Linked DNA regions of Mus musculus: all the other regions are linked to region 3. Evidence: chromatin contacts called from public Hi-C and promoter capture Hi-C data. All regions are on one chromosome and are shown on one strand. Each heading gives the region's core, a stretch centred on a gene start, on an enhancer-like site or on the middle of the called end of the contact. The rest is flanking DNA. Distances are from core to core; before and after follow the strand shown.

Region 1 (3,555 bases), core at 76-2,575, 130 kb after region 3:
CCTATCCACCCACTCCCACTTCTTGGCCCTGGCATTCCCCTGTACTGGGGCATATAAAGTTTGCAAGACCAAGGGGCCTCTCTTCCCAATGATGGACAACTAAGCCATCTTCTGATACATATGCAGCTAGAGACACTTTGTTTTACTTTTAAAGACTTATTTGTATTTATGTGTGTGTATGGCTTTGTGAATATACACAGCCATTTGCAGGGGAGAGGGTGTCAGGCGCTGCCAGAGGAGGGCGCTGTATCCTCAGAGTTGGAGTTAACAGGTGCTCGTGACCCCAGTGTGGATGCTGGGAGCTAAACTTAAGTCCCTTGCAAGAGCAGCCTATCGCTCCTAACCACTGAGCCGTCTCTCCAGCTCCTCGTATTGTTTTTAATAAAACTGGTTTGTTTGGATGAGGATCCCACAAAAATGTCTGTGATTTACCGTTGGTGTATGTTTCTTGAGTTTCTTTTAAACCCTTGTGTTTTGTTTTTTTCCTTTTCTCTTTCTTCCTCTTTTTCCTTGAAATGCAGTTAAAGCAGGTCATCTTTCCAACGAGTCTTCTGAAGTCCGATTTTACTTGTGGTAGCCCCGTGATGTTCTGAACACATGCCTCAGGCCCTTACATTTTCCCCAGACCTAGCTAATAGATTTCCGTGCTTGATCTGATTAGTTTGGATCTTACTTCATTTGAGAGACCGATATTTCAGGCTTCAGTACCCATGTCTGTGGGGAAAGAGAAACCGCTCTGGTATTCATAGCTGTCCGCATCCCCTTCTGCTGCTAACCTCTGTAAATAGCATATGTCTGGCTCTGGCTAACGCCAGAGGAGCTGGCCTTGAGTAGATGGCTTAAGGGTTAAGAGGTCCTGAGTTCAATTTCCAGCAACCACATGGTGGCTCATAGCCATTTGTAAAGGGATCTGATGCCCTCTTCTGGTGTGTCTGACGACAGCTACAGTGTACTCATGTACCTAAAATAAATAATTCTTTAAAAATTAAAAAGACAATCTCATGAACGTAGATACACTGTAAGCTTGTGCAATCCATATATGCTCTTAACCCTTAACCCTCTTTCTGGTCTCAGTCCCAGGCCACACTTTAAACAGTTGGACAGAGACAGGAGACTGCAAGTCTGGCCACTTGGGCTGATGGGAGATGGACACAGAAAGGGTATTGACAGAATTATCTCTGAAACACCAGAGGCGTTTTCCGAGTAGTTTTCACTGGCTCCTTCTGACTTAATGGCCATTGGGGAGTTAAAGGTGACTGTGACCCTGAGGAGCCTTTCTTGGGCTACTGCTTAGAGTCATGCTCTTTGATATGGAGATGGCCCTGATGGCTGGCTGTAAGTCAGGGCTGTCTCTTTTTGTTAAGGGAATGGAGCCTCATCATAGGTCAGTCTAGGAGAACAAACATTAGAGGAACTTTCTCGTTAACCCTAAACTTCAATGATATTACAGAATTGTCTTTTTTATACAGATTTCTAAAGCGCCTGGGCAATGCAACGCGGTCTCCAGTCCTGTTGGAGGCAGGACTCCTTTAGCCGCATTCTCCTTTGCGTAACTCTCTTAAGTAGACCCTTCATAGCATCAACTTTACTGCCTTAGGCTTCTATATCACCCATTCTTCTAGAGGCGGTGTGATTTAAAGGAGCTGGGTGTGTCATCCACCCATCACAAAGCCAGAGCGAGGGACATCCTGCTGAGGCCACAGCTCATCAGACCCAGTTACTTCTCAGACCACCCCCTCTCCTTCCCCACCCCTGTCTTCCAGTACCATCAGCACATATATTTGATGATTGTATTCCCAGTACCAGATACTCAGCCAATCTCAGCACAGCACACAGAAAAGTCTCATTTTCATATTAAAGAGTTGGTTCACTGATGACAAATTGATTTATTGTCAAAATTTCATTATACATTCATGTATTTTTATCTGATAGCGTTTAATTAGTCTTTGGCCATTTGAAGCTGTTTCAAATTGGGTTTTTCCCAAAGAAGCTCTTTAAAGTTCTTTTGTGGAGAAGGACACTAGATGGTCAGCTCATAGACCAGTAGGATACAAATGTTTAATTAAAAAAATTCCTAAAAGAAAACATTTTTCTTTTTGGACTGAGAATACAGATGAGTTGCAGAGAGTTCTTGCCTAGCATGTTTGAGGCCCTAAGTTCAATTCCCAACACTGTGAACTATGCATGCACATTTCACACACACACATACACACACACACACACACACACACACACACACACACATTTGAAGAATGAATCTCTTCATTATATCTACATGAATACATTTATATATTCATAAATCACAGTCTACCCTGTGACTTACTATGTTATGCACATTCTGAACTATCCCGAAAGATTTTAAGTTATGAGGTCAAGATTAAATCATGTTTTAAAAATAGCCGTTTCTTCTGAGGACACTGGGGCCTTCGCTCTCCCTCCGCAGTAGTGCAGAAAGAAAAATCTCGGCCATGGGGGGCAGCTCCACCCACCTTTGCCTGGTGAGAGGCCAGTTGTCATAAAAGGGACCAGACTGCCAGCCTCCTCTGGAGCCTGGAGCTCTCAGCTGTCTCTCCTGCCAAGAGACAGCTGAGATCCCTAAAGCATCCTGGCCCCCTACCAGCCTCTATAAACATCCGGCAACTTAGTGAGCAGGCCTGATATGAATTGCTGCTCTAAGGCCCCCTGTGGCTGGCTTCACATGTGTGGGACCAGAATATTGCCTCTCTCTGAGAAGGAAACATTTGAAATTGGACAAGTTTGACCTCTTTAAAATGAATTAAGACAGAAAGTCACCAAGAGAAGACAATTCTTCTTTCTATGTTGGTGACTGATGCTGAGGAAGAAACGAATGGGGTCAGCAAGATGGCTCAGTAAGCTAAAGCACTTGTCACCAAGCCTTCCTGGCCTGAGTTCAATTCCCAGGTCTCACATGATGAAAGGAGAGAGCTGACTCCTGCAAGTTGCCCTCTGACCTCCATACGTGAGCACCCCACCCCCCACCCCCGTGCACACACACACACACACTCTGCACAAATAAGATGAACAAAGTTCAGAGGATGACAAAGGAAGGGTCTGTGTAAGAAATCTGGTTGAGGAAAAATGTCCAGATACCACAAGATTTAGTTCCACAGAGGTAGCATATTCTTCTATGCACGTCTGTGTTCATCAATTTAGACCATCATGGAAGAGGGTGGAGGGATGACTTAAGAGCACTGGCTGTTCTTCAAGAGGACTTGGGTTGCATTCCCATCAACCATGCGGTAGTTTTGTAATTACCATTTGCAACTCCAGTCCCAGGGGATTCAATGCCCTCTTCTGGCCTCTGTGGGCCCTACATGCATGTGGCACACCAACATAATGCAGGCAGAACTCCCATCCATGTAAAATAAAAATGAAGGAAAAGAATGAGTAAAAGTGAGAGAAAATGTTAAATTGTTGTAATATCCATCTAAACTGGAACTGTTCAAAGACTCTTGAGTGGTGTTTAAGAGCATGACCATTAGATGCATTATTAGATGCATCTCAGAGTCTTGGATCTGGCCCTGAGGGACAGCT
Region 2 (3,880 bases), core at 1,029-3,528, 210 kb after region 3:
GGGTTGCCGCTCAGGTCCAGCGACTCCAGGCTGCTCAGCGCCCCCAGCTCCGGGCACAGATCTTGCAGGCTGTTGTTATGCAGGTAGAGAACCTTGGTGTTCTGTAACTGCTGAATGCCCTGGGGAATTTCTGCAATCTGGTTATTCTCCAGATGCACTTCTTCTAATTCTTTTAATGCCAAAATCTCTGACGGGATGGTCTTCAACCCCTGGTTGGAACCATCAATGAAAAATGTTCTATCAGTGAGCTGGTGGGGTTCTTTTTTCTGAAGAACCTTGGGTAAATGTTCTTGTCTCAGTAGTTCCTTGGTCAGGGTTTTGAAGGTGTCAATTATGTCAAATCTGAAATACCGTGAAAGGGGGGATTGGGAGGTGGGGGGAGGGGAGCGCAAAGGTTAAATGACTGAAATTATTCTGCAACATAAAATTTAGATTTTTTTTTTTCTAAAAAAAATCATGTCAGGCTGAGAGTTAAAGGGTAAGCAACTCTTTCTAGGAAGTTTGTGCACATGTGTTAACACACAGATGGCCTCATTTCAGCTTCAAAAACTTGCTTGATTAGAGGCTTAAAAATGCCTTTAAAAATACTTTAAAAGCACTTATTGCTCTTGCATAGGAACCCAGTTGGGGACCCCAACACCCAAATCTGGAGGCTCACAACTGCCTGTAACTCTGGCTCCAGGAGGATCCCATGCCTTCACCTGTCCTCGGGAGCTCCTGGACTCCCAGCCAGCTCACCCCCAAAATTGCATAATTGTTTTTTCACAGATGAGCATACATAGTGTTGTACACCTTGTTCCCAACACTGGAGAGGCAAAGACAAGTAGGTCTTTGTGAGTTCGAGACCAACCTGGTCTACACAGTGAGTTCCAGGACAGCCTGAGATACACAGTGAGACCCCCGTCTTATAAACAATAGAAAAACAAAAACAAATAACTTTTTAAGATGCTTATTTTGATTTAGTTTCAGATGAGTTCTAGAAGGTTCCAAAAGGTCATAGCTCTTGCCATCACCCCCAGAAGACATTGAGAAAAATTATATCATACATAATATATATTATATATAAAGTTATCAGAGATGAAAATTAATGATCAGCAACCACTTTTCTCTATGTATATAAAAGACCGGTGGAAGGTCATGTCTGGTGAGGCTGGGTAGGCAGAGAAGCCAGCCTTCCATAGGCAAACAAAAAGCTAACTGAACAAACCAACCATGCCTGGGACAGGAGAACCCAACCAAAGAGAACAATTTTTAATAGTTCCGTGGTTGTCAAGAGGGGCAACTCCTCTAGTCTGGAGTACTCGCAAGTGCAGGGTGAGTTTTCCCACCAGCCAGGGTTCCATTAGATATTTGATCGATAAGAGCCCTTTGGGGATGGTGCAGGTAGGACTAAGAAGAATCCTGGTCTCAGTCAGTTGCTGTACTGCTTGCTCCAGAGGCAGAGCACACCCCACTCCACCCCTCCCCTGCCCCTTCCCCCTCCCCTTTCCCCCTCCCACCCCACTGGTACAGCATCTCCAACCTTTCCTTTCTTCTACCTTCTTAATTCAAAAGAATCTGAGACAGAAAGGGGCAGAGGCTAACTTAGGGACTTTCCTGGAAACTCAAGGGGTAAATGCACATATTTCTGCACTTTAGCATGCTACCTGTGGAGAAAGGACCTTGAAACTCAATTCCTGTACCCACCCAGAACTTCGGCCTTGCCCGGGCTTTCCTGGTAGTAGAGGCAGAGGGATGGAAATTGCCTATGTGGCAAGGACTTACATATTTAGTTATTCACTTTTAACTTATCACCTCTCCTAGATTTCTGTGACTATTTCAGACCCCACTTCCAGACTAGATTCATCATCGGTGGGTCTACAACCGAGCATCCAAGGGTCCCGAACATCCTGCCCCATTCCTTCACAGCCTTACTACAAAGAAGATGCGAAGACTCCACATGGATACGACCTTGCCTGCCTCCATACTCTTGAGTACTGACTGTACCTGTGCATCTGCAGCTTGGCACTGGGATAGGCCATCTCAGATTAGTCTGGAAGTCGCCTTCTCAAGGAAACTCTTCCAGGGGGCTCTACCCCTTCAAAAAAAAAATCCTTTAAACTACTACACACTTGGAGGTTCTACCATTAGATTCCGAGCTTAGCCCTTCGGAAAAGGTGAGACAGGCTGGGTCACCAGGGTTTGTAGTCCTAGTCCCTAGCCCAGCAGATGAGGCTCCTAAACCCTCGAAGCTCCACCATCAGAATGTGTAACCTAGAGCGGATAGGCTTAAAGTGATGATCACTGCCTCCCACTTCAGGCCTCGAGGTTATAGAGTACCCCGCCCTCTTAACGGTGGCCCCGCCTCTTCCCTCTTTCTCCAAAAGGAAGCTTCTGTGGTTGCCATGGGAGCGACTCTGGTTACTGGACTCGTAGTGGGCCGAGCCCTGTGAGGACTGAGCAGGGGCAGACTGTTGAAAAAGCTCAGCCACGGCGGCCTTCCTCTTTAGAGGTCGAGGTCCGCAAAGCGAGCTGGGTAAGGGGCACCGGGCTCTAGGCGAAGGAAAGGGCAGCGGATCCCGCCTGCAGAAGCCCCAGGTATGGAGGCGCCCTTGACCAACGCTGGTCCCCTGTCTTCGTGAGGAGAGTGGCTTTGCTCTGGCCTCCCTCCTGCTTTTTGAGGAGGGTCTGGGGGAGGTATGCCGCGGGGAGGGGAGGCTCTGCGCCCCTGAATTTGTGGAAGTTACGGGAAAATACCTCAGATAAGCAAGAAGCTCCTCAGAGTTTTTCTGAGTTCCCACTTCTAGACTACCCACAGTTTCTTTTAATCACTTTATCTTATTTTTTTTTAAATATCATATAGAAGAAGGGATTTCATTGTGACATTTCCATTCATATATATAATTCCATGTGCACTTTGAGTGCATCCATGAATTTAACGAATTAAACATAAGACTGGGGATATATTCAGGAGTTGTTGGGCAGTTGTGAGAAACCAGAGTTCCTGCCACTACTTTTAGACTATTGTTTTAAAGTGTGTGTTGTGGGGGCCGGAGAGACTGCCCAGAGAGACATTAATAAGGGAAATAAGATGATAAAGGAGGGAACACCGACACTGCTAGTTTGACCTGGAGCCTGATGGAAGAGGAGGACGGGGCTGCGGAAAGACTGTATGCTTTTGTCCTCCACCCATGGGTGTGACTGCTGCCTTCTCAGTCACGGGGCCTCTGAAGAAAACAGCGTGGAGAGACTCAAGTCCTGCCTTTGCTTTTGACCCCTAGAAGGGCAGACACCATTAGTGCTGGTGTTCCACCCCCAAGAAGTTAGTAGCCTGAGGCAGGAAGGGCGCCAGTAGAAAGGCGCCCAGCTCTGGCTTTTGTTTAGAAACCACAGGAGCATCTGTTTCCAGGATGCTAATACTGCACTTAGTTGATGTTCCTTCCCTAAGTGCCACAGACATCTCAGAATGGGGCATTCAGGTCCCATCCCCCCTTCCGAAGCTCAGCAGAACCTAAATATTATAAATATCCTAAGTCCTGGTGTATCTCTCTCACACACATACAAACACAAATAAACTTAAAATAACTATTTTAAAAATTATAAGAAAAGTTCATTTCCTTTCAGCTTAAATATAGCAGATCTTAGGTCTTGGTCTGCAGCTTTGAGTGGTAAACTCTTAGAGTGTAGATGGCCACTCAGCAGTGGATGCTTTTAAAATATAGAAATTTAGAGAAGCAGCTGGCATCTAAGAAGCCAGGCTACTTAAAGTGTGAGGTGGCAGAGTGTATTCTGAAATACATGTACACAGAAAGTAGAATAATCAAGCCAGTAGCATGAGTGTTTTACAAGAGTAAGAACATGGCTTCCATTATGGAGGACCCAGAGTTCACAAGAAATGTCT
Region 3 (3,868 bases), core at 1,310-3,809:
CCACTCAAGAGCTAAGGACATATCAGACAGTATCTGAGAACCACAGCAAAGCTTTTGCCTCTTTGCTGTGATGGCCTTCTTCATGTTTCCATCAATGTATATTTTTAAATGGTTTGCTTTATGACTTTATTGTTCTATAACTATAAAAATCATTATGAGACAATTATCACATTGGAATGTGTGATTTGGGCCAACCTGAATGTTTTCCTAGGCCATGGTCATTCATTTGACTTAAGAATAAGCTGTCTCATATTTCCCTTTGAGGCGATTTTTCTAACACTTCACCAGTCAGTTGTCATAGGCAGGGTGTTATGTGGTGCCTTTCTTTAAACAAAAAGGAATATCACGTTCAGTTGCAGTGAAGTTACTTAGTACATAGGTTTATCTTTCAGGAGTCTGTATCCCTTTCTTTGTTTTCCCAGACTTCAACTCTTCCCTCTTGGGAACCTTAGACTTTCACAGTCTGCCAGGCAAACATGATAGAACATACTAAGAGTTACAGGTTAAAACTCAAAGCAAAAGAACTAAGTTAGATGAACACAAATATCTCTCCACACAGATAAAAAGAAAAGCATGGTGTGGACCATGAGACACTGCAGGAGTCAGCTCTTTGCTGGGTATTTGTTTCATGATCCTGGAAGCAAAGTGGAGTAAATATAGAAAACAATACAGATCTTTTTTCAAGGATTAAGTACATCCCCGTTCATTTTAGGCTGTCGTCATCATTGAATAAACTTTTGACATACAGAATATTACAGAGGCACATATGACAATACAAGCAGACCATATGAATGTTCACTCTGGTCTCTTTTGGGGAGCTGAGGGGTCCTGGAGACCCAACCCAGGCCCTGGAGCATGTCAGGCAAATGCTCTACTGCTGAGCCACACCGGAAGCCTGGGCCTGTTTTTCTGCTGAGTATAACTTAGAAGGGATTTGAGCCATTGGAAAAAGTGCTAACACATTTGATACAAAACTGCCTGACTGGAGGCAACCTAACCCTGTTTGTTTGTTCTCTCTCTCTCTCTCTCTCTCTCTCTCTCTCTCTCTCTCTCTCTCTCTCTCTCTCTCTCTCTGTGTGTGTGTGTGTGTGTGTGTGTGTGTGTGTGTGTGTGAAAAAAGCTGAGCCAGCATCCACTCAATCTATTTAACATACACGTGTGCCGTGTGCCTTCTTGTGTGTGTTAGAGGGAGGCGGGGCAGAAACTGTGACCTTTCTGATCAGTCTGATGAGGCAGTATTCACATCCAATTTATGAAACATAATTATATATGATATAGAATCTGAAACTAGAATCACCTGTGGTGACTAACCTTCTGGGGGAAAAAAAAGGTAGTGTTGCAACTTTTAAAGGGAAATATCAAACAATTGCAAAACTAGACAGAGAAAGGACTTGCATTCCTAAAATCCCTCTTTGACTGTCAATCTCTCATAGCCCAGTGTGCTCCAGACCCCCAAAATGAAACAAATCCTCAGTTTACATTTTAACTTCAGTCAGTTATTCTAAAAGATCAGTTTTTTAAGTAATCTAATTATGGAGCCAGCCAAAATGGCACAGGGGCTAAGGACTCTTGCCAGAAGTCAGAATACCTGAGATGCAACTACTGACACACGAGGAGACTATTCCTGAAAGCTGTCCTCTTTTACGTGTGTGCACACAGGAAGACAGAACACAGACAGACACACAGAGAGAAATGTTTTAAAATGGTAAAATGTAATTATGATACCCTTTCAAAAACTAAAAATATTTCCTCAAAATCCAGAACATTCCAAAACCAGGGCACAGTCAAGTTCCACAAGTTTTGCTGTTAGGGCTCTCATTTTACTTGGCATTCTCATAGGAGGTAACCTGTTAACTTAAAAACTTGACTCACAAGGAAATGCTAGGTATAGGTCATGCCAATATGTGCTAGCATACATTCATAAATATAAAGCACCACTTTTCGCGTGTCCTCTGTCACTGTGGGCATGATCTACCTCTGGGATCTAAGGAACAACGCCCTAATCAGATCATTTGCACAAGTTGGAGACGAAGGGGAACAGGGACATGGTGGAGGGTTGCCACCGTTTGGCCACCACCGCAGAAGGAGAGAAGTTGCTTAAGCCTCGCTCCCCAGGGCGGGTCCCCGAGCCAGCCGCCCCGCTCCAGTACCAACCGCCCTTGCAGAGCAGCAGTGACCCGGTGCGCCCGGGCAGGGTTCAACCGCCCTGCAAGTGCCCGCAAGTGCCGGGAAGTCCGCGAGGAACGCCACACACCCACCTCACCTCTCTGCCTGCTGCAGAAGGCTGGGAGCCGCCCCGGGGGAACCGGGCGCCCGTGGGACACTGCCCTCGTCCGCCACAGACGTCGGCGGTGGCTTCCCGCTCCGCACCGCAGCGTCACCCCGAGTCCTAGGAAGGGAAGCCTCGTCGCGACGCGACCGGCCAGTGGCCTCCACGAGTCGTGCGCTCACCTCAGCTGGCACTCCTCAGTCCCTGGCGTAGCGTGAGTAGCCAAAAGCCACCAACCTCCGTAACTGCCTGAGCGGCAGGTCCGCGCGTCGCTCACCTCCGCTCGCCCCGCCCACCCACGCCCCGCCCGCCCCAGGTGAGTCCCCTCGAGGGGCGGGGCCACGCGAGGCTCACCTCCGCTCGCCCCGCCCCGCCTCCTGTCTTTGGTTACTGCGGGAGTAATCCGGATGCTCTTCTTTTCTTTCAGTAGTCAGGCCCAGACTGCTCAGGGTAAGGTGCGTGACTCCACACTGTGGTCTTCCATCTAGCTCATACTGGAAAAAACAGCTTGCATGCGGGCACTTCCGAGTTGACAGTGCGTAGGACGCCCCCTGCGGGTTGGGCGACAAGAGGCGACCGAGTTGACCGACTGAGTAGGCAGAAGATTGCAGGAGTTGCAGGGTGAGGGGAAACTCTTTCCTAGTGTGTCAGGCTTTGAGGATCTAATCCCAGTTTGAAATGCTCCTAACTGCCGTTGTGTCACCCACCACCTCTTGCTCTGTAGCTAGTTTCTCAAGTTTACCTTTCAGTCTGCAGACGAATATGCTCCCAAGACCACAAGACTTGAGCCACTAAGCAGTTACCTTAGTGCACTATAAATTCTGATTTTTCAAAATTAAAGTCTGCGATAACATATATTGCATTTCTTTCTTTGCCGGCCTGTATTAACTCAGCAAATATTTGTTGAGAGCCTATGGCCTGTTAGTTATTTAAACATTTAGCACATGGCAAGCTTGCTTGTTTCCCACTGCTCTCTAAGGGGATCCATGAGTGGAATTGTAGTCTAGGCCTTTCCACCTCCCGCTGGGGCTGAACTGACCTTGCCAGGAACTCAGAAATGGCCTGACAGGGCAGTAAAGGTACCCTGGCTGTTAAATATGGGCTGTAAGGGGAACTGGGGTGTGCCCATCTCCCAGCTCAGAGGAAACATCCTGGAAGAAAGGAGAAATGATGAAATCCAGTGAGGTTGTGAGGTGCTTCAGCCCAGAGCTCCCCAGGGGCAGAGATGGAAGATTGCCAGAAATGGCTGGGGGAATCCCTTTTGTGGAGAAGGAGGGAAGGAACAATAGTAGGTATGCAGTTAGTTCATGGGTCTAAAAAAAACAGCAGCCACCATCTCTGGAGTGTGAACATCAAACAGAGCCAGCCATACATCTCTCTAAACTAACTAACTGTACAACAACCTTGCCTGCTAGGCTTGACAGAGCAGGCAGTGCCATCCTTCGGTGGAGTGGTGCCTTGCTAGAAGAGGGCTGGAGCGGTAGCTCCTAGGAGCCAGCCTACACTCTCCCAGTGCCTTTCTCAATGGTCCAGGAGGCTGAGCCCACTCTCTTCTTCCATCCCCAAATGTATTATTAATAGCTGTCCCGAGACCTTTCC

The links. Hi-C and Micro-C count contacts between places; a contact is called where the count stands out from the background. Capture Hi-C pulls out chosen DNA fragments and counts their contacts.
Region 1: a contact with region 3 is called in a Hi-C map of embryonic stem cells, with 2.6 times the contacts expected there. The contact joins the enhancer-like site here to the promoter of Gpr160 in region 3. A contact is called at or near these places in 3 of 39 promoter capture datasets (fetal liver and liver), 3 of 484 Hi-C or Micro-C datasets (embryonic stem cells and liver) and 2 of 115 datasets of contacts at active chromatin or transcription factors (embryonic stem cells and kidney).
Region 2: a contact with region 3 is called in a promoter capture Hi-C map of pancreatic islet. The contact joins the promoter of Lrriq4 here to the promoter of Gpr160 in region 3. A contact is called at or near these places in 5 of 39 promoter capture datasets (cranial neural crest, embryonic stem cells, hematopoietic stem and progenitor cells and 2 more), 3 of 484 Hi-C or Micro-C datasets (LSK cells, embryonic stem cells and rod photoreceptor), 2 of 115 datasets of contacts at active chromatin or transcription factors (embryonic stem cells and microglia) and 2 of 9 other capture datasets (adipose tissue and pancreatic islet).

The regions. Positions count from the first base shown.
Region 1 is chr3:30,722,406-30,725,960 of GRCm38.p6, reverse strand. No RefSeq gene overlaps it. Among named protein-coding and RNA genes, the nearest start is that of Samd7, 22 kb to the left of the region's middle. Within about 2 kb of position 1,325, at least 15 of the 459 cell types and tissues checked have an H3K27ac peak or open chromatin away from gene starts, as enhancers often do. A contact at or near this core is called in embryonic stem cells, where this site is marked.
Region 2 is chr3:30,646,367-30,650,246 of GRCm38.p6, reverse strand. Lrriq4 (leucine-rich repeats and IQ motif containing 4) reads right to left here and starts at 2,278. Exons shown (of 6, transcript NM_001290510.2): 1 at 1,987-2,278; 2 at 1-342. The coding sequence starts at 2,021. Lrrc34 (leucine rich repeat containing 34) reads left to right here and starts at 2,429. Exons shown (of 11, transcript NM_027941.1): 1 at 2,429-2,577.
Region 3 is chr3:30,854,641-30,858,508 of GRCm38.p6, reverse strand. It overlaps Gpr160 (G protein-coupled receptor 160), which reads right to left and starts at 2,559. Exons shown (of 4, transcript NM_001134385.2): 1 at 2,264-2,559. It overlaps Gm42199 (a long non-coding RNA gene), which reads left to right and starts at 2,700. Exons shown (of 3, transcript XR_880730.3): 1 at 2,700-2,890.